6 separate regions of the Mus musculus genome follow, and regions 2, 3, 4, 5 and 6 are each linked to region 1. The links are chromatin contacts, called in public Hi-C, HiChIP or PLAC-seq and promoter capture Hi-C maps. All regions are on one chromosome and are shown on one strand. Each heading gives the region's core, a stretch centred on a gene start, on an enhancer-like site or on the middle of the called end of the contact. The rest is flanking DNA. Distances are from core to core; before and after follow the strand shown.

Region 1 (2,672 bases), core at 80-2,579:
CTTTAATCCCAGCACTTGGGAGGCAGAGGCAGGAGGATTTCTGAGTTCGAGGCCCAGCCTGGTCTACAAAGTGAGTTCCAGGACAGTCAGGGCTACACAGGGAAACCCTGTCTCGAAAAAACAAAACAAAACAAAACGAAAGAAAGAAAGAAAGAAAGAAGGAAGGAAATCATTTTTAGACAGAAAGCTATCTGAAATAATGAGAAAAGTTACACAGAAGCCAGAAGAGGATGCTGAATTCCCTGACACTGGAGTTAGAGGTGGGTTTAGCACCATGGCGCCCTTAGGAACTGAGTCCAGGTCCCCTGGAAGAGCAGACAAGTCTCTTAACCACCAAGTCATCTCTCCAGCACCAAGAAGAGAACTTTTAAGCTATTGGAATGCCACAAGTAACAAGGATAGGAATGGTTCCAAGAAGACATGTGCTTGTATATACATGTGATCACAGCATAAAAGTCTTGTGACTGTAGTTCACAGTAAAAAAAAAAAAAAGTCTGAAACACAAACGAATACTCTTCACAAGCCTGCAATACAGAGACAACTCCTCAGCGTATTCACCGCCTTCCAAGAGTGGAGAGTACTTGGTCCTCAATGCGTTCTCTATCTGGCTTTAGGGAATGGCCCGAAAACGCTGCATGAATTTCCCTGGGCAACTCTTCAGCTAATTTAATACCACCCCAATCCGAAGGATTGTTCTAACCACACTGGCTTCTTTCTTACCCTCACACCAGAGAAAACTCTACCCATAGCACTTGGTCACACAATTATTTTTCTTTTTTTAATCTTAGTAAAGCCTCCTCGACCCGGGACTAAGTCAAATGTTGGTGATGACACTCTGGCTACCCTGTTGCCGTTCAGTTCCAGGGACAGGTGTGTAACTTTGTGTACTTGGTTGAAGACTGTCATGCCCACAAGACTCGAGTCCCTGATGCCTAGCATACACACGAAGCTTAATTTTTTTTTTTTAACTTACGATAATATGCACTTTAAATAAAGCCAGGAAGCCGGGTAGGTGACTTACCGGAAGCCACGCAGATCCAGCTCGAGTGAGTCTCGTTCTCTGGTTACAGTTAAAGGGGTGTGGGGGGAAGTTCCTTCGGGAGCCCCAGAGACCCTGACCACGGTGTCCTCAGGGACGGGTTCTCAGGAAGAAAGGCCTCCTCAGACACCAGCTCACAAAGCCAGACTCCGCCAGCGCGATTCTGAGACAAGAAGCGAGGTGGCCCGACCACACACAAGGAAACCGGAGGCCGAAAGGCGCACCGAGGGCCGACACTCACCGTAGCACCTCAAGCTCCGGTTCCGCGGAAACGGGACGGAAGTTCGGCTGCTTTGGTGCCGGATAGGTGCTACGGAAAAAGTAGTCCGGCGGAGCCCCGAGTCTCAGAAGAAATGGCCCGTGCTTCCAGGTTCCTCACGATAAGCACTTCATTTTCTTCTTACTGTTTCGTTTTACTTCCCGAATTATAAATAACGACTTTAATTAAACTATCCACTTTATATCCCCGTCCAGAAACATACTCACCATCCACAGTCCTTTTGGTCTCAAGCAGACACGGGCTGGCCAAAGCATGGTTCAGGTGTTGGCACACAGTAGCCACAGACTGGCTCAGTCATGGTTGGTCCTCTTTAGCCACATTTCCTATGCCGGTCACCATGTCAAAAGTTCCCTATTATCTCCAAGTCCCGGCTTCCAGACACATTCATCCCTAGTTTCAGAACCAAGGCTGTTGCCTGAAGGGAGAACCAGTCCCTTCAAACGCAAACACAGCAGTTCCTCTGGAAATGACCACCCAGTGTTTTCCAGGCCTTACAGAATACAGCAGTCAAGCTATAAATGTGCACTGAGTGAGGAAACCTGACTGTCTTTTTCTTCTCTATTTCCTTAGAACCTAGCACATAGCCCTCATAAATGTACTGTGTATTTAATAACAAATCAAATGATGTGTATAGTAAATGACTATCCATAGGCCTTGCTGTATTAGTCAGGGTTCTCTAGAGTCACAAAACTTATGGGTAGTCTCTATATAGTAAGGGAATTTGTTGATGACTTACAGTCTGTAGTCCAGCTCTCCAACAATGGTGAGCAGCAGCTGTGAATGGAAATCCAAGGATCTAGCAGTTGCTCAGTCCCACAAGGCAAGCAGGTGAACAAGAGAGAGAGAGAATCTTCCTTCTTCCAATGTCCTTATGTAGGTCTCCAGCAGAAAGTGTGTGCCCAGATTAAAGGTGTGTGCCATCACACCTGGATCTGGAACTTGCTTTGTCCCACATGACTTTAAACTCAGAGATCTCCCCTGTCTTAATCTTCTCGGATTCATAACCACTATGCCTCAAGATTTCCATGCCATTATCCAGGTCAGACACTTGCATCTCCCAGCCTCCAGATTAGGGTCACTGTGAGCCTACCAATTCTGGATTGTAGTTCATTCCGGATATAGTCAAGTTGACAACCAGGAAGAGCCAGTACACTAACCTTGTGCTCAGTGGTTCTGTACATCAGAACTCCACCATGAGCCAGAGCTACTGGGAGATACATAGATACTACTTCTAATCTCCTCACTAACCATAGCCAAGATGTGACCCTCCTCTAATCTTGTACTGCCAACTTTCCCGACCTGATTGTAAGCTTGTTTATCTATAAAGGCAGGATTCTCAAAGGCCTTCAGTCT
Region 2 (2,672 bases), core at 117-2,616, 660 kb before region 1:
TCAGGACTCTTCCTTGAGCAGTACACCTTTGTATTTTAATTCAACGATTCCTTCCGATACGTCATGTAAGACAACACTCTACTACCTCCAAACTTGGTAGTCTCCACGAGGCCATACCCGCAGCAGTGGATTTTGTCCAAAACAAATTAATCATCATTAACATGTTAAAATCTCTGCTTTGAGTATACCATGAGGCTTTAGTGGGGCATAGGAACTCCTTCATAACTTGCCTTGACGTCCCTGTTTTCTTCTCTAGTGACTCCTTCATCCAAACAAGGACTACTCTGTAATTTTCAAACACACTGCCCCAAGTCCTTAGTGTAGAAGAGAAATAATCCAAATCAGGGAATACAGTGAAGGCAAACGATTCTATCCTACCATCCAACTCTCTTGGAAGAGCTGATCAATAAGTATGACAATTTCAGATAAGGTACAATGGAGACGATGAAATAGAAGTTAGGTGTCAGCTTATAGATGTACTGCTCAGTAATGGCCTGAGAAGGTTAAAATTAGACTTAAATGATGAAGAGCAAGGTATGCAAAGATATGCACAATAGCATTTTCACACACGGAGAAAAGCCTCCTGCGACTGAGAACTAGCTTGATATTCCCAAGGTTACGAGTTACCTGGTGCATCTGAATGCTATTATTTTTCTGTATTTTAAAGACAAAAAATGATCTCGTGCAGGATTCTGAGTGAAAACGATCAGGTTCTAGTTTAGGTTTTAAAAACACCTTTCAGGTAAGCGCGAGGACCATCTCTATTCCTGAAACGACTATTTACTGGGACAGTTTCCAGAATCCTGGGAGTGAGGCTGAGACCCGTCACCCCAAACCCTTGTCCCTGCATCCCTTTCTGGCGAGATTTGGGAGTCTCTGACGTGGCGCTTCTACGTGAAGAAGCCACTTTCGGCAGCTCCCGCCTCCACCTCCATCGAGGGTCAAAGCTCAGTGAGAGCGGGCTGGAGGCGCGCCGGGGAGCTGACAAACCTAGGGTCCACAGGACAGTGTCATGGAGAAGGCTTCCCACTAGCGTGAACGGACTCGCAGTCCCAAGTCACCCACACCAGGGAACCCGCGGTGGAGAGCGCGGGGCGCGAGCTACAGTCCCGGCAGCCTCAGCACCGGCTCGGATCCTTCCGCCCCGCTCTCTCACGTCCGTCCCCGCGGCCCGGAGCCCCGCAGCTGCCCACCCAGGGCCCGAGCTAGATCTCCGTTAGAGTCCGAGGTCCATCTTCTTATCCCATTCCGGGAGACGGGCTGCTGCGGGCTCCAGAGGAGAAAGGGACTTTTTGAGAAGAAAAGCGGAGGCAGACGATGAAGGGAAGGCGAGCTCAAGAAGGCGATTTTCGCGCGCTTTGTCGCGGGGGGTTGTGGGTAGCTCGCCGGGAGGGAAAAGAAAACCCCGAAGCCGGTCGCGCCGCCCGTCGGGCCGGAGGGGGATATGTTCGAGGACGAGCCCCACGCCGAGGGGGCGGCGGCGGTCGCCGCGGCCAGGGAGGCGCTGCAGGCCCTGTGCCAGGAACTGAACCTGGACGAGGGAAGCGCGGCCGAAGCCCTGGATGACTTCACGGCCATCCGCGGCAACTACAGCCTAGAGGTGAGCGGCGGCAGGTGGGCGGCGGCCCCGACCCTCGCCAGGCCCCACCCCCGGCCCGCCCCCGCCCCAAGCCTATCGGGCGGTGGGAGTTCCCCACCTACGAGGGTCTCCGAGGAGTGCGGGGAGGGAAGGGTGGGTGTAGCTCGGCCAACCCACCCATTTGGATTGAGGCGGGAAACCGAAGATCGGAAAGTGAGCCGCCGGTTCTGCGGGGGTTCCCTAGGCTCCCAACTTTCAAACTTGATTTCTGCGCGCCGCCCAGTGCCCCAAACGGCGCGGTGCTGCCGTTAAATCGATCAGACCTGATCCCGCGGTAAAATGAATTACTCATCGCTGCTCAGCCCTTTGATTATGTCTTCCCCAACTCGTTTGAAACACCACTGGATCCCCATTCCACAGAGGGAGAAAGTGGGGTCGGTAAGAAGTTAATTTAGCGCCCAAGGTGACGCAGTTTGCCATGCAACCTGGTACAGCAGTTTGAGCCCTTTAACTCCTCCATTCTTCCACCTAATCGAGTGTAGCAGTTAGTTCGTTTATACCATGCACTGTAGTTAGATAGATCAAAGTCAGCACACACAAAGCTCTTCTCAGCCCCACGTTCCTCTCTGCCAGGCCGTTGCTCTAACGATTGATGTGGTATCTGGCTCTGAATAAAATAAATGGTGCTTGTTATCATTATTAGGTATTCCCAGTAACACACACACATATGTTAATGATATATATGTGTGTGTGTGTGTGTGTATACATATATATATATATACCCAGGGGGTATCGAGACAGACTATTTCAGCATCTAACTGAGATGTACAAAAGCTTTCATTATACACATGGGCAGGATTCACATATAGGATTCCTCTGACTCAGACTGCCAGCGAAATAATTGCTGGTCAGGGAGTAGGAAATAGGGAGCAACTGTTGTACACATGTCTATACTCCTATGAGAGAAAAGTACCTGAGACTACACACACACACACACACACACACACACACACACATATATAAAATTTGTCTTTACAGCAGGACAGTGACTACTATACCTGTTTTCTTGGTGGTGTTACAGCTCAACATCCTT
Region 3 (2,672 bases), core at 68-2,567, 590 kb after region 1:
CTGGTTAGTAGCAAAGCGGAAATCAAAGTCTAATTCAATTCCAAATTCTATTCTCATTTCATTAGCTGCCAAAATCAAAAAATATAAAACTCACAGCACTGCAGAGCATTTCCTAAGGGGAATGAATTAATGACATCCACACCTGAAGCTTTCTGAGGTAATTTGAGCAAAATGTGACAATATGTTCCTGCAGCACAGGGTGTAGATGTACCAGTAAGACAGTGCAGAGCTGGCCTTGATTTTTGTTAAGAAAACTATCGATTTGGTAATATTATCAATCCTACTTCATAAGCTTTCTCAGGGCCCAGCCTAGACTCACAGGCCTGAAATCTCAACACTGACTGGCTGCATAAGACGCTGGGTTAAAAAAAAAAGCAGCCCTTTTATTGAAACGTGAGTTGCAACCCTGACCTCCATATCTTACAGGCTAACGTATAAACAGCAAACTAAAGGCAATCTAGTTAAGTCATAATATTCGTAGGGGGTTCTAGCTCATTGTGAAACTTGATTTATAAGTGCTTGTTTCTTCGTGCATAAAACGTGAATATACAGAACGCACACCATAGATCGCTGCATGGATTAAAGGGGCCTTTGTAGGTAATGCATTTAATAGAGCTGTCATCTTTCGACTATTCAGTAACTTTTTTTTAGTTACTAGTAGTCATCATAGGGCATAAGAGTTGAAAAAAAAGGACATGATTTCTAACAAGCCCAGAACAAGAAAGAGTGGCAGAACACTGACTTGGGCAAAGTTCGCAAAAGGCAAGAATCTGATCAGTTGAGCCTGGAGCAGGCCTCAAGAAAGATTTTTAAAGAAGTGATCTTTGAGTTCTGAAAAATCAAAGTTCTGATAATGGGGCAGTGGGCTGAGAGCGGACTTTCAGGGGAAGATCACATGCAAAGCCGTATGAGCACAGGGCGCTGCAAAACTCCCGGGTGCACGGAGCGTGATCCGCAGGGCGCGCAGCATCTCATCCCGTCAGCTCCGGGCTACGACAGTGGGCCACCCGAGTGTGAGGTTCTCTGGGCGGCGGCTGCAGCAGGAAACTGAGGCAGGCAGGCCCCGACCACTGGGACAGGTCCCAGCCCCTCTCTGGGCCCGGGGTGCCTCCCGGGATACAGGAAGCCGCTGTCCAGGCGACATCCCCGCGGGCGCCCAGGCCCTGGACCTCGGACCGTTACGCTCAGCGCCTCCCGCCTGCCCCTGCCCACCTCACCAGAGTCGGTTCCCGGGGATCCCGAAGCGCTCCGCAGCTACCGAGGCCGCTGCAGCAACCTGCAGGCCCGGCCTGGGGCCGCCCTCAGTCTGGAGGCCAGGCCCCGCCCGTCAAACTCCCGCCCTTTCGTGGGGAACCGCCCAGCCCAGTCCAGCCGAGCGCCGGGAATGAGTGCGCCGCTGCAAACCTCTCGCCATATTAAGTACTGGCAGCCAACTTACTAGAGAAGCCCAAAAGGAAAGGGGGGGATATAGTGAGACCAAGGTCGCTCTCCAAAAGTAAAGACAGTCACCGTCTCTGAATTCTAGCACTGAACGTTCTGAGGTGGAGAAGAAACACTCGCCCGTAAGCTCCCGCCTGTGGCTTCAGAGTTAAGTACTGCGCATGCGTGTAGCCAAGGTCTCGGTGCACCTGCGCACTGTCTCACCAACAAAGCCAAGTACAGTAACTGGGTGAAAGCACCTAGCTCCAGTTAAATCTGGGCAAACGAATGTCTCAGCTTTAGATCTTTACTGATCCTCCACGCAGCCCCAGGAAACAGAACATTCGCAAACAACTGTGTCGTTGGCTACTTTGTCCGGTTATGACTACCGCTACTTGACTGCGTTCCGCTAGGAACGGGGAGTTATTTTGATAATATATTGTACAATCATTATTGACGCATTTTCTTAGCATTGATTTTTTTCATTTATTTATTTATTTATTTTGGTTTTTCGAGTCAGGGTTTCTCTGTGTAGCCCTGGCTGTCCTGGAACTCACTCTGTAGACCAGGCTGGCCTCAAACTCAGAGATCCGCCCGCCTCTGCCTCCCAAGTGCTGGGATTAAAGGCGTGCGCCACCACTGCCCGGCTTTTCTTTCTCTTTCTCTCTTTCTCTCTTTCTCTCTTTCTCTCTTTCTCTCTTTCTCTCTTTCTTTCTTTCTTTCTTTCTTTCTTTCTTTCTTTCTTTCTTTCTTTCTTTCTTCCTTCCTTCCTTCCTTCCTTCCTTCCTCCCTCCCTCCCTCCCTCCCTCCCTCCCTCCCTCCCTCCCTTCCTTCTTCCCCTTCTTTCTTTCTTTCTTCCTCCCTCCCTCCCTCCTTTCTTTCTTCCTCCCTCCCTCCCTCCCTTCTTTCTTTCTTTCTTTCTTTCTTTCTTTCTTTCTTTCTTTCTTTCTTTCTTTCTTTCTTTCTTTCTTTCTTTTGTGTGTGTGTGAATTTTTTATTCATTTATATTAGTACACTGTAGCTGTCTTCAGACACACCAGAAGAGGGCGTCCGATCCCATTACAGATGGTTGTGAGCACCATGAGGTTGCTGAGAATTGAACTCAGGACCTCTGGAAAAGCAGTCACTGCTATATAACCCCTGAGCCATCTCTCCAGGCCAGCATTAAATTTTTATTTGATTCCCAGTTGGTTATAATTTTAGTAGAGACAAAACAAACAAATAAGCAAAAACAAAGAAATGAATCATCTCAG
Region 4 (2,672 bases), core at 91-2,590, 590 kb before region 1:
ATATGGTTGCTGGGAATTGAACTCATGACCTTTGGAAGGACTGTCAGTGCTCTTAACCACTGAGCCATCTCTCCAGCCCTCTCTCCCAGCTTTTATACTTCACTTTCCTACATCTGAAATTCGTTAAATGAATGTTTGTAAAGCCTTTAGAACAGGGCCCTGATCACATCAGCACTGTTTGCTAAGAATATTTTGGTTCATCCGATTTCTAGTTTGTCTGTTGTTTGTTTGTTGCTGGGTAATGAACATCGGGCCTCGAGCTTGTTTTGTTTTTGGTTTTGTTTTTTCGAGACAGGGATTCACTGTGTAGCCCTGGCTGTCCTGGAACTCACTTTGTAGACCAGGCTAGCCTCAAACTCAGAAATCAGCCTGCCTCTGCCTCCCAAATGCTGGGATTAAAGGCGTGCGCCACCACACCCGGCTCTCAAGCTTGTATTTTATGCCTAAGCATCACTTACAGCTGTCGGGCTCACCACTAAACATCTCATTTGTACTGCCTGACGTTAAAATACCTAGATGTGTATGTGTCTTGGTTTCTGAAGAGGTGTCGTAAATTAGTGGTCGTTGTACTAGTAATGGGTGGATAAAGATTTATGGGGAAGTTTGGGGTCTGTCCCAAAATGGCTTAACGCCAAAAAAAAAAAAAAAAAAAAAAAAAAAAAAGAAAGCCTGCTATTTGGACACTGACTAGTAATTAGTAAAAATACTGTCTATTTGGAAATAATAGGGCGGTCTGCTGCCAACTAACTGTGAATGTGGAATCTAACAGGACAGTCCGACAACCAGCTGGCAATCACTTCAGGGTTTTCCAGTTGGGCCAGTCCCTTGTTTTCTGCTCTGGGATAGGAGTGGCAGCTTTGTTGCCTTATAGGGTTTTTTTGTTTTTTGTTTTTAATTTTATTTTAACAAGTTTACAGCTTGGGGTGTTTGAAACCTGGCAAAACGTATTTGTTTCAGGAAGATACCTGCAGTTCACCAGAAGACCTTTTTAATCTGGAGCGTGGTGAACCTTCCTTAGCCCCAGATGCCCTCTTTGGCCTTGTCCTCACTAAAGTCTCCACTCTTAACCACAACTCAGTTTTGCTTTTCTAATAACACCACCCTTTCGGAGAAACACAAGGGCGGAGTTGAGGGCGATCGCGTAGGCATTGCGCTTGCGCAATGGGCCGGGCGCGAGCGCCCCGGGGAGGCCACGCTCCCAGGGCTGATGTCCGGGGCGCCTGCGCAGTAGGCCTGGAGGCTGGCAAAACTGAATGGACTCACTTTTGGGGTGTGGTGTCAGTGCGGCTGCGCGCGAGCCGGTGCCGCGGTACTTAACTTCGCAGCCCCGGGTGTCGGAGGTAGCCATGCAGAGCGCACCCTTGGAGCAGCCAGCTAAGCGACCCCGCTGCGATGGCAGCCCAAGGACGCCACCGAGCACTCCTCCTGCAACAGCTAATCTGTCTGCAGACGACGACTTCCAAAACACCGACCTCCGAACCTGGGAACCGGAGGACGTGTGCTCCTTCTTAGAGAATCGTGGTTTCCGAGAGAAGAAAGTGCTGGACATCTTCAGAGGTAGCGGGCCTGAGGGACGAAGGATGGCCACCGTGGGGCCGAGCAGGGAGAGTCCACATGGGAGGCATCCTAAGGGGGAGGTCTCTGGGGGAAGCGGCTGGCGGGAACCCGCCGCTGGAGAAGGAGGCGCCCTGTCGGGATGCGAACACACGGGCTACCCGAGGTGGGCACAGGTGAAGTGCAAGCCCATCGGTTCACTCTGGGCGGCGAACCTAGTAGAGGCCCAGGGAGGTTTGGTAGAAGGGTCTTTTCGGGAACTTGTCACTTCTGCCAGGAGCGATCCCCGCCCTTCTTAGAAGATTTTACCCCAGACCTCCGGCTGTGGCTTGCGGTCTTTCAGGCTCACCTGGCTTGGGAGACCCTTTTGTGCTAACCGCAGCTCCCGGAACACTTGGCCCCATGAGAGATTTTGAGCGCTTTTAAGTTTAACTCTGAAGCTGGTCCCGGAATTTGGGGTTTTCCTTAAAGGGGAGGGAAGGTGCTTAATCTCTGGATTCTCACTGACTATCATAATAGCCTAGTAGGGTTCAGTATGTGCTCATTGTATTTGCAGAGTGCTACTAAGGGAATTTCTCTTCCAACATAAGAGCAAGTTATTCACTGAAACCCCAACATTCCACAACTTGGCCACTCAAGAATTTTAAGAATTTTAAGGGATGCTTCTGGTTCTTGGTCTTGCTCCCGTCAACACTTTGAATCTGCTCAACTTTTTTTTTTTTTTTTTTTTTTTTTTTTCTTGGTTGGTGGCTGTGAAGCTTAACCCCTTGCATGATCGATCCCCGGAGGTGTTCGCTTGGAAAGTGGCCCCTCCGTGGTTATGATTTTCAAATTCAGTGAACTTTACTTCTTGTGGGGTGGAGCCCCTTGTGCCTAACTGAAGGACTGACTTTAAGAAAGCTTTAAAAGGGGTTGCGGATTTAGCTCAGTGGTAGAGTGCTTAGCAAGCGCAAGGCCCTGGGTGCGGTCCTCAGCTCTGGGGGAAAAAAAAAAAAGAAAGAAAGCTTAAAAATAGGAACTCACGTTTCTCTTTTTCTCTCCCTCTACAGAAGAGTAACTTTGGGGGTGGGGGTGGGGTAAGACAGGGCCTGTCTTATGTAGTCTCTATAGACCAGCCT
Region 5 (2,672 bases), core at 93-2,592, 550 kb before region 1:
GCGCTCAGGGACTTCACCAAGCCACAGGTGGGGGACGCTCGCTCATCCTCGTACATTAAAAAAGAAAAAGAAAAAAAAAAAAGAAACCTGGAGTTGGGGTGAGACAGGGTCCTATGTAGCTCAGATTGGTCTCAACTTTGCTGTGTAGCCGAGGTTGGCCTTGAGTTTCAGGTCCCCTGCCTCGCTTCCCAAGATGCGAGTGTAGGGATGCAGCCACAGAGGTGCCTGGTGTACTTTTCAATCTTTAAGGAAAGCCCGAAAGTGATCCTTCTTATCCACTGAGAAGTTCTCATTTAAATTGTAGCAATGTGGGGCTGGAGAGATGGCTGAGGACCCTGATTCAATTCCCAGCACCCAGCAGCCACATGCGGCTCACAACCAGCTGTAACTCCAGTTCCAGAGGATCTGATGCCCTCTTCTGGCCTCCGTGGGTACCATACTCATAAAATAAGAAATGCCGAGGGAAAATTCTAAAAGAGGTTGAGGAGTTTGTGCCTGCACAGTCAAGATTGCCCGCACACACACAAGACACATATACACCCCCTGCACATACACATATAGATAGACACAATACACATATATCACACTCAGCACACACACACTACACATATACATCACACACATACCACATATATACCACATACATAGACAGAATACACATATATCATACACAACACACATACCACACACACACACACATACATACCTTAGACACACACAACATACACACACTTTTATTTTTTAAAGGAAAACAGAAATAGAATGTGTGTGTGGTAAGTGCCTTAGACCATGGTCTATTTCTTGTCAGGCCCTGTGTTAGGAACCACGATGAAGCCAGTACCTAAGAGGGTCATAGTTCCTTAGTGCCTGTGTCTCATTCTAAGTGTGTACCACAGACATACAAGTGAAAAGCAATTGTGTAGTGTTACGTGCTTTGGGGTGCAAAGGAGATCTTGCCAGACTTGGCTAGATGAGAAAAGCCTGCATCAGGAGAAGCTTACAGGCCAGCTCCTAAAGGAGGAGAGAGATCAGCGGCTGTTTCCAGGGCCAGCAGCAGGGCCATTAGGCGGGCATTGAGACGGAAACAGCACGGGGAAAGCTGAAAAGCTAACAGAGACCATGAGCCCTTTCAGGAGCAGCATCGAGTGGTGGATGCCCCCTGCCATCCGTGTGCCAGGGGCAGCCTGAAGCCATTGAACTGGAGCAAGTGAAATCTTTCAGTTCGCATTCTTAACACCTGCTGGAGCTGAAGTCCGAAGGTGTGATGTAAGCGCTTTACAACGCGGCTGCCTTTGAGAGGAGCAGCAGCTCCCAGGAGCTCTGTCCAGTCAGATCCGGTGTGCTCAGCAGAAGACATTTAACATCCGGACGTTACCAAAGTAACCGAAGGAACAAATGGAACAGTGACTCAGTGCCCGGGTGATCTTACTGTAGTTTAGGACAGGCTGAGGGAGCAGGTGGGCGTCCAGGAGCTGAGGCCCCTTCCAGCAGCTGGAACCATAGAGTGGTGACGCCCTGAAGCCCATGCCAGAGGAGATGGGAGGGAAACTACTCAGGCTGCACTGCCCTCTTCATCTCCAGACTATGACTCCACCCAAGGGCTAGAAAGGAGACGAGAGTGGCGGGTTTGAGTGGCGGGTTAAGAGGTGCTGAGTACCTGAGACGAATGGTCAGAGGCAGCCCGGCCTTGTTCCAGGAGGCGTGCACGGCCAGGGGCCTTGGTGCTCATGCTTCCTCCTCTCGGGTCATTGTGTGACCCTTGGGTGGAAGGGTGCATGTGGCTGGAGCTGTGTTAATGGGGCCAAAGTTAAGAGGTTTATTTAAAGAAAAAGGTCCCAGGGTTCTGGGTGTCATTTGTCCCTGTCCTCCTCTGTGTCCTCCCCCATTTGCAGACCTGGCTCATTTGTTTTCGAGGAGACTAGAGAAAAGAGAAGCAAGCCTGCAGTATAGCTTCTGTCTCCCCGTGAGCCCCATGCAGGGTGTGAACTCAGGCAGCTCTGGGCAGCTGTGTCCTGTGACTCAGCCAGTTTCCCATGAGACCTCTGTCTGCTTAGGACTATGGTGTTTTCTAGTTTATAGTCACAGGACATGTACAGCTTTGAATTTCTCAAGAGGAAGTGTATGTAGAAGCAATCTATGTTCAGGACAGAGGTGTGTGTGTCTGAGACACAGCCCAGATACAATGATGGAAACTGGCTTTTCTTTGTGTCCTGACTCTCTTTTCTCTCTCTCTCTCTCTAATAGGATGGTGACATTATAGCTCCACTCATAACACCTCTGAAATGGAATAATAAGACTTCATCTTGCCTCCAAGAAGTATCCAAAGTAAAAACATGTCTAAAATTTTAAGTGAATATCTGCGGTTAGTTCTTTTCAAAAACCTCTTTCCCTCTTCACAATTAAGTTAGGAAATATAATCCGGGCCCACCAATGACCTTTATTTAGTATCTGGAATGTATTCTCGTGCTGGGGTGGGGGGGTCTCGTTTTCATTCAAAATGAAAAATGGTAACATTAACAAATTTTTCCTATCTAGCCTGTGGTGGTTTGACTAAGAATGGTCCCATAAGGTCATATAATTCAATGCCTGGTCACCAGGGAGTGGAACTGTTTGAAAGGATTACAAGGATCGAGACAGTGTGGCCTTGCTATAGGAAGTGTGTCACAGAAGAT
Region 6 (2,672 bases), core at 75-2,574, 530 kb before region 1:
TAGGAGGACTCCCCAGGGTCCTCAGGGTTCCCAGGTGCTAGGCAGACCTGCTTGTACTTCGAGGTGGATGGTGGGTCAATAAAAGAAAAAGGAGTAGACCTTGAACTAGTTGGCCATGATGTAGGTCAGGTTAGGAGAAAGGGGAGGAGCCAAAGTAAAGATGAGGGAAGAAGAGGAGGACGAGGAACCCATGGAAAAGAAGGGGGAAAAGAGAAGGGGAGAGAAAGACCGAGAAGGGTCTAAAGGAAGAAAAAGAGGCTGCATAGTGTGTGTGTGTGTGTGTGTGTGTGTGTGTGTGTGTACGAGCTACCTTCTGGGTGGCAAGAGACTGGGCAGCTACCATGCTGATGAGTGCCTTCCCAGGGCCAAAGAACTTACTATGGTTTAGGCACAGTGTGGAGAGGGCAGAGGTGAGGAAGGTGTAAGGGATTCTGAGAAATTAACTCTGATAGCCTGAATAGCTCAAGAGGAAAGAAACCATGCCCACCAATACTGGGGCCTTGGAGTCTGTGGTGGAGTCAATCTGACCCTGTTGGTATTCAGGGTCACAGTCCCATGCCAGCCCCTAACCGGCCTAGAACCTGCCCCCTAAGCACCTAACGGTCTGGCATCCTCAAGGCACAGCCTGAAGTTAATCGCAAAGACCATGAAATTGGGGTCGGGGAGACAAGACTATGCCCGGGTTCATAGGCAACTAGGGTGTGCAAGATCCAAGATGCACGCGGAACGCCACGGTTCCAATGGCAGCGGACAGATAGACGAGGCAAAAGGAGTCCAGCATACTCTGTAGGATCCATCCTGCTTCCTTCTCAGACCAAGAACCGACCGCGTGCCAGGTCGTGTTCAGTTTAAGGTTCTATAGGATGGGGTCGTTTGTCATGCCCAGTTAAAGGGGGCGGAGTTCGCGCAGGCTCAGCACCCACAAGGGGCGCGCGGCGCGGTGCTGGGTGTGCATGGATGCTGGCTCCGGCCCTTTGAGGTCCGCGGGGCCTCTGCCAGGGAATAGTCTCTCCTGTCGTCCACGAGGCCCCTACGGCGACGCCGGGCTTCCAGGCTCCTCGGCCGGGTGTGATCCCCCAGCCCGCAGAGGAGCGGCCGGCGGCCCGGAGCGGCGGGAGCGAGCCGAGGCCGCGGCTGCCCGGGCCCGCCTGACCCTCGAGGGGGTCGCTGTTGCCTCGCGGATCCCTCCCTCGCTCCCCGCTCGCGTCCCTCCCCGCTGCTCCCGCCGCGTCCGCCTTTTGTTCGCCGAGCCGCGCGCCCCCGAGCCGAGGCGGCGGGGCGGGGAGCTGGCGGGGCTGCGTGGGGGGCGGGCCGCGCCGGGCGGAGCCGGGGCCCTGGCCTCAGCCGGACTGGGAGTCCGAGGCGGCGATCGCCGAGCAGGCTGCAGTCGGGGTCCGGGCGCACTCCGGGGGCGCGGCGAGGCGGAGGGGGCGGGCACCGGGCGGAGCCGGAGTCGGAGTCGCGGCGCCTGGAGGAGATCGGGCCGCGCGCTGAGAGCACCGAGTGGCGGAGAGGCCGCGCGGCGCGGGGCAGGGCCCGAGCGCAGCCCCCGGACGCAGGAGACCGGAGCGCAGTCGCGGCCTGAGCGGCGGGAGCGCATCCGAGACCCGCCGCAGGGACACCCAAGCCGGCCACTCCCGGGCCATGCGCGCCGCTCGCTGAGACCCGGGGAGGCCGCGATGGAGACGCCAGCGGGAGAGTCATCGGCGCGGGGCTACGGCCCCCCGCCTGCGCCCGCGCCCGCCGCGGAGAGGAAGAAAAGCCACCGCGCGCCATCACCAGCCCGGCCCAAGGACGTGGCCGGCTGGTCTCTGGCCAAAGGCCGCCGCGGCACAGGCCCGGGCTCCGCTACAGCCTGTGGCACCGCGTCCTCGGCGAGGCCCGACAAGAAGGGGCGCGCGGTGGCTCCTGGTACCCGAGGCACGGGGCCTCGGGTGGCCGGGGTGCGCACGGGGGTCCGCGCCAAGGGTCGCCCTCGTCCCGGTACCGGGCCCCGCCCGCCGCCGCCGCCGCCCAGCCTCACGGACAGTAGCTCCGAGGTGTCGGACTGCGCGTCGGAGGAGGCGCGCCAGTTGGGCCTGGAGCTGGCGCTGAGCAGCGACGCCGAGTCTGCGGCGGGCGGCCCGGCGGGGACCCGCACCGGGCAGCCGCCCCAGCCAGCGCAGTCGGGGCAGCAGCCTCCGCGGCCTCCCGCCTCCCCGGATGAGCCGTCGGTGGCCGCATCGTCGGTGGGCAGCAGCCGCTTGCCACTCAGCGCCTCGCTAGCCTTCTCCGACCTCACCGAGGAGATGCTGGACTGTGGGCCCGGAGGCTTGGTGCGGGAGCTGGAAGAGCTGCGTTCCGAGAACGACTATCTCAAGGTGGGGACCTGGGGGGGATGGGGGAGGCGCAGGGGCGGGAGAGGACTGGTCATCCGGGCTCAAGAGTCCAGGGCGCTGACCAAGCAGGGAGAGTGCCCCACCTTCTCTTCCCACTTTTCCGGTGAGGAGGATTATGGATAAGACACCGAGTAAAGGACCCCAATGTGCACTTTCCCACCCGCGGTAAAACTGTTTTAGAGGACACGTTCTGATGGGTGAGTGGGGATAGTCAGCCAAGGCTGACCTTCCCCCCCTCTAACCTGCCCAGGACCCCGGTCCCAGATCAGCAGGCTTTCTCGGCTCTCTGTTCTG

Evidence for each region. Promoter capture Hi-C pulls out the DNA fragments that hold promoters and counts their contacts. Hi-C and Micro-C count contacts between places; a contact is called where the count stands out from the background. HiChIP or PLAC-seq counts read pairs in DNA pulled down with a chosen protein or histone mark.
Region 2: a contact with region 1 is called in a promoter capture Hi-C map of the HPC-7 cell line. The contact joins the promoter of Rbl1 here to the promoter of Aar2 in region 1. A contact is called at or near these places in 3 of 39 promoter capture datasets (the HPC-7 cell line, HPC-7-derived erythroid cells, cranial neural crest and 1 more) and 2 of 115 datasets of contacts at active chromatin or transcription factors (T-cell acute lymphoblastic leukemia and embryonic stem cells).
Region 3: a contact with region 1 is called in a Hi-C map of CD8 T cells, with 2.9 times the contacts expected there. The contact joins the promoter of Cep250 here to the promoter of Aar2 in region 1.
Region 4: an H3K27ac HiChIP or PLAC-seq map of large pre-B cells shows a contact between it and region 1, with 3 times the contacts expected there. The contact joins the promoter of Samhd1 here to the promoter of Aar2 in region 1. A contact is called at or near these places in 1 of 39 promoter capture datasets (embryonic stem cells), 2 of 115 datasets of contacts at active chromatin or transcription factors (large pre-B cells and memory CD8 T cells) and 1 of 9 other capture datasets (adipose tissue).
Region 5: a promoter capture Hi-C map of the C10 cell line shows a contact between it and region 1, with 3 times the contacts expected there. The contact joins the enhancer-like site here to the promoter of Aar2 in region 1. A contact is called at or near these places in 10 of 39 promoter capture datasets (the 3T3-L1 cell line, the C10 cell line, the HPC-7 cell line and 6 more), 2 of 15 datasets of contacts at CTCF or cohesin (large pre-B cells and pro-B cells), 9 of 484 Hi-C or Micro-C datasets (B cells, the Ba/F3 cell line, the G1E-ER4 cell line and 3 more) and 2 of 115 datasets of contacts at active chromatin or transcription factors (large pre-B cells and stem cell-derived neural progenitor cells).
Region 6: a contact with region 1 is called in an H3K4me3 HiChIP or PLAC-seq map of embryonic forebrain, with 2.7 times the contacts expected there. The contact joins the promoter of Soga1 here to the promoter of Aar2 in region 1. A contact is called at or near these places in 7 of 39 promoter capture datasets (the HPC-7 cell line, cranial neural crest, embryonic stem cells and 4 more), 1 of 484 Hi-C or Micro-C datasets (the G1E-ER4 cell line), 5 of 115 datasets of contacts at active chromatin or transcription factors (differentiating embryonic stem cells, embryonic forebrain, large pre-B cells and 2 more) and 2 of 9 other capture datasets (embryonic stem cells and macrophages).

Annotation. Positions count from the first base shown.
Region 1 is chr2:156,546,233-156,548,904 of GRCm38.p6, reverse strand. It overlaps Aar2 (AAR2 splicing factor homolog), which reads right to left and starts at 1,329. Exons shown (of 4, transcript NM_026661.4): 1 at 1,022-1,329.
Region 2 is chr2:157,203,228-157,205,899 of GRCm38.p6, reverse strand. It overlaps Rbl1 (RB transcriptional corepressor like 1), which reads left to right and starts at 1,366. Exons shown (of 22, transcript NM_011249.2): 1 at 1,366-1,600. The coding sequence starts at 1,445.
Region 3 is chr2:155,955,203-155,957,874 of GRCm38.p6, reverse strand. It overlaps Cep250 (centrosomal protein 250), which reads right to left and starts at 1,317. Exons shown (of 33, transcript NM_001130000.1): 1 at 1,218-1,317.
Region 4 is chr2:157,133,764-157,136,435 of GRCm38.p6, reverse strand. Samhd1 (SAM domain and HD domain, 1) reads left to right here and starts at 1,340. Exons shown (of 16, transcript NM_018851.4): 1 at 1,340-1,557. The coding sequence starts at 1,347.
Region 5 is chr2:157,099,076-157,101,747 of GRCm38.p6, reverse strand. Samhd1 (SAM domain and HD domain, 1) reads left to right here. Exons shown (of 16, transcript NM_018851.4): 15 at 1-27; 16 at 2,245-2,672. The coding sequence ends at 2,349. Among named protein-coding and RNA genes, the nearest start is that of Tldc2, 13 kb to the right of the region's middle. Within about 2 kb of position 1,342, at least 43 of the 459 cell types and tissues checked have an H3K27ac peak or open chromatin away from gene starts, as enhancers often do. A contact at or near this core is called in pro-B cells, where this site is marked.
Region 6 is chr2:157,077,917-157,080,588 of GRCm38.p6, reverse strand. It overlaps Soga1 (suppressor of glucose, autophagy associated 1), which reads left to right and starts at 1,324. Exons shown (of 15, transcript NM_001164663.1): 1 at 1,324-2,360. The coding sequence starts at 1,680. It also overlaps a transcript of Tldc2 not described here.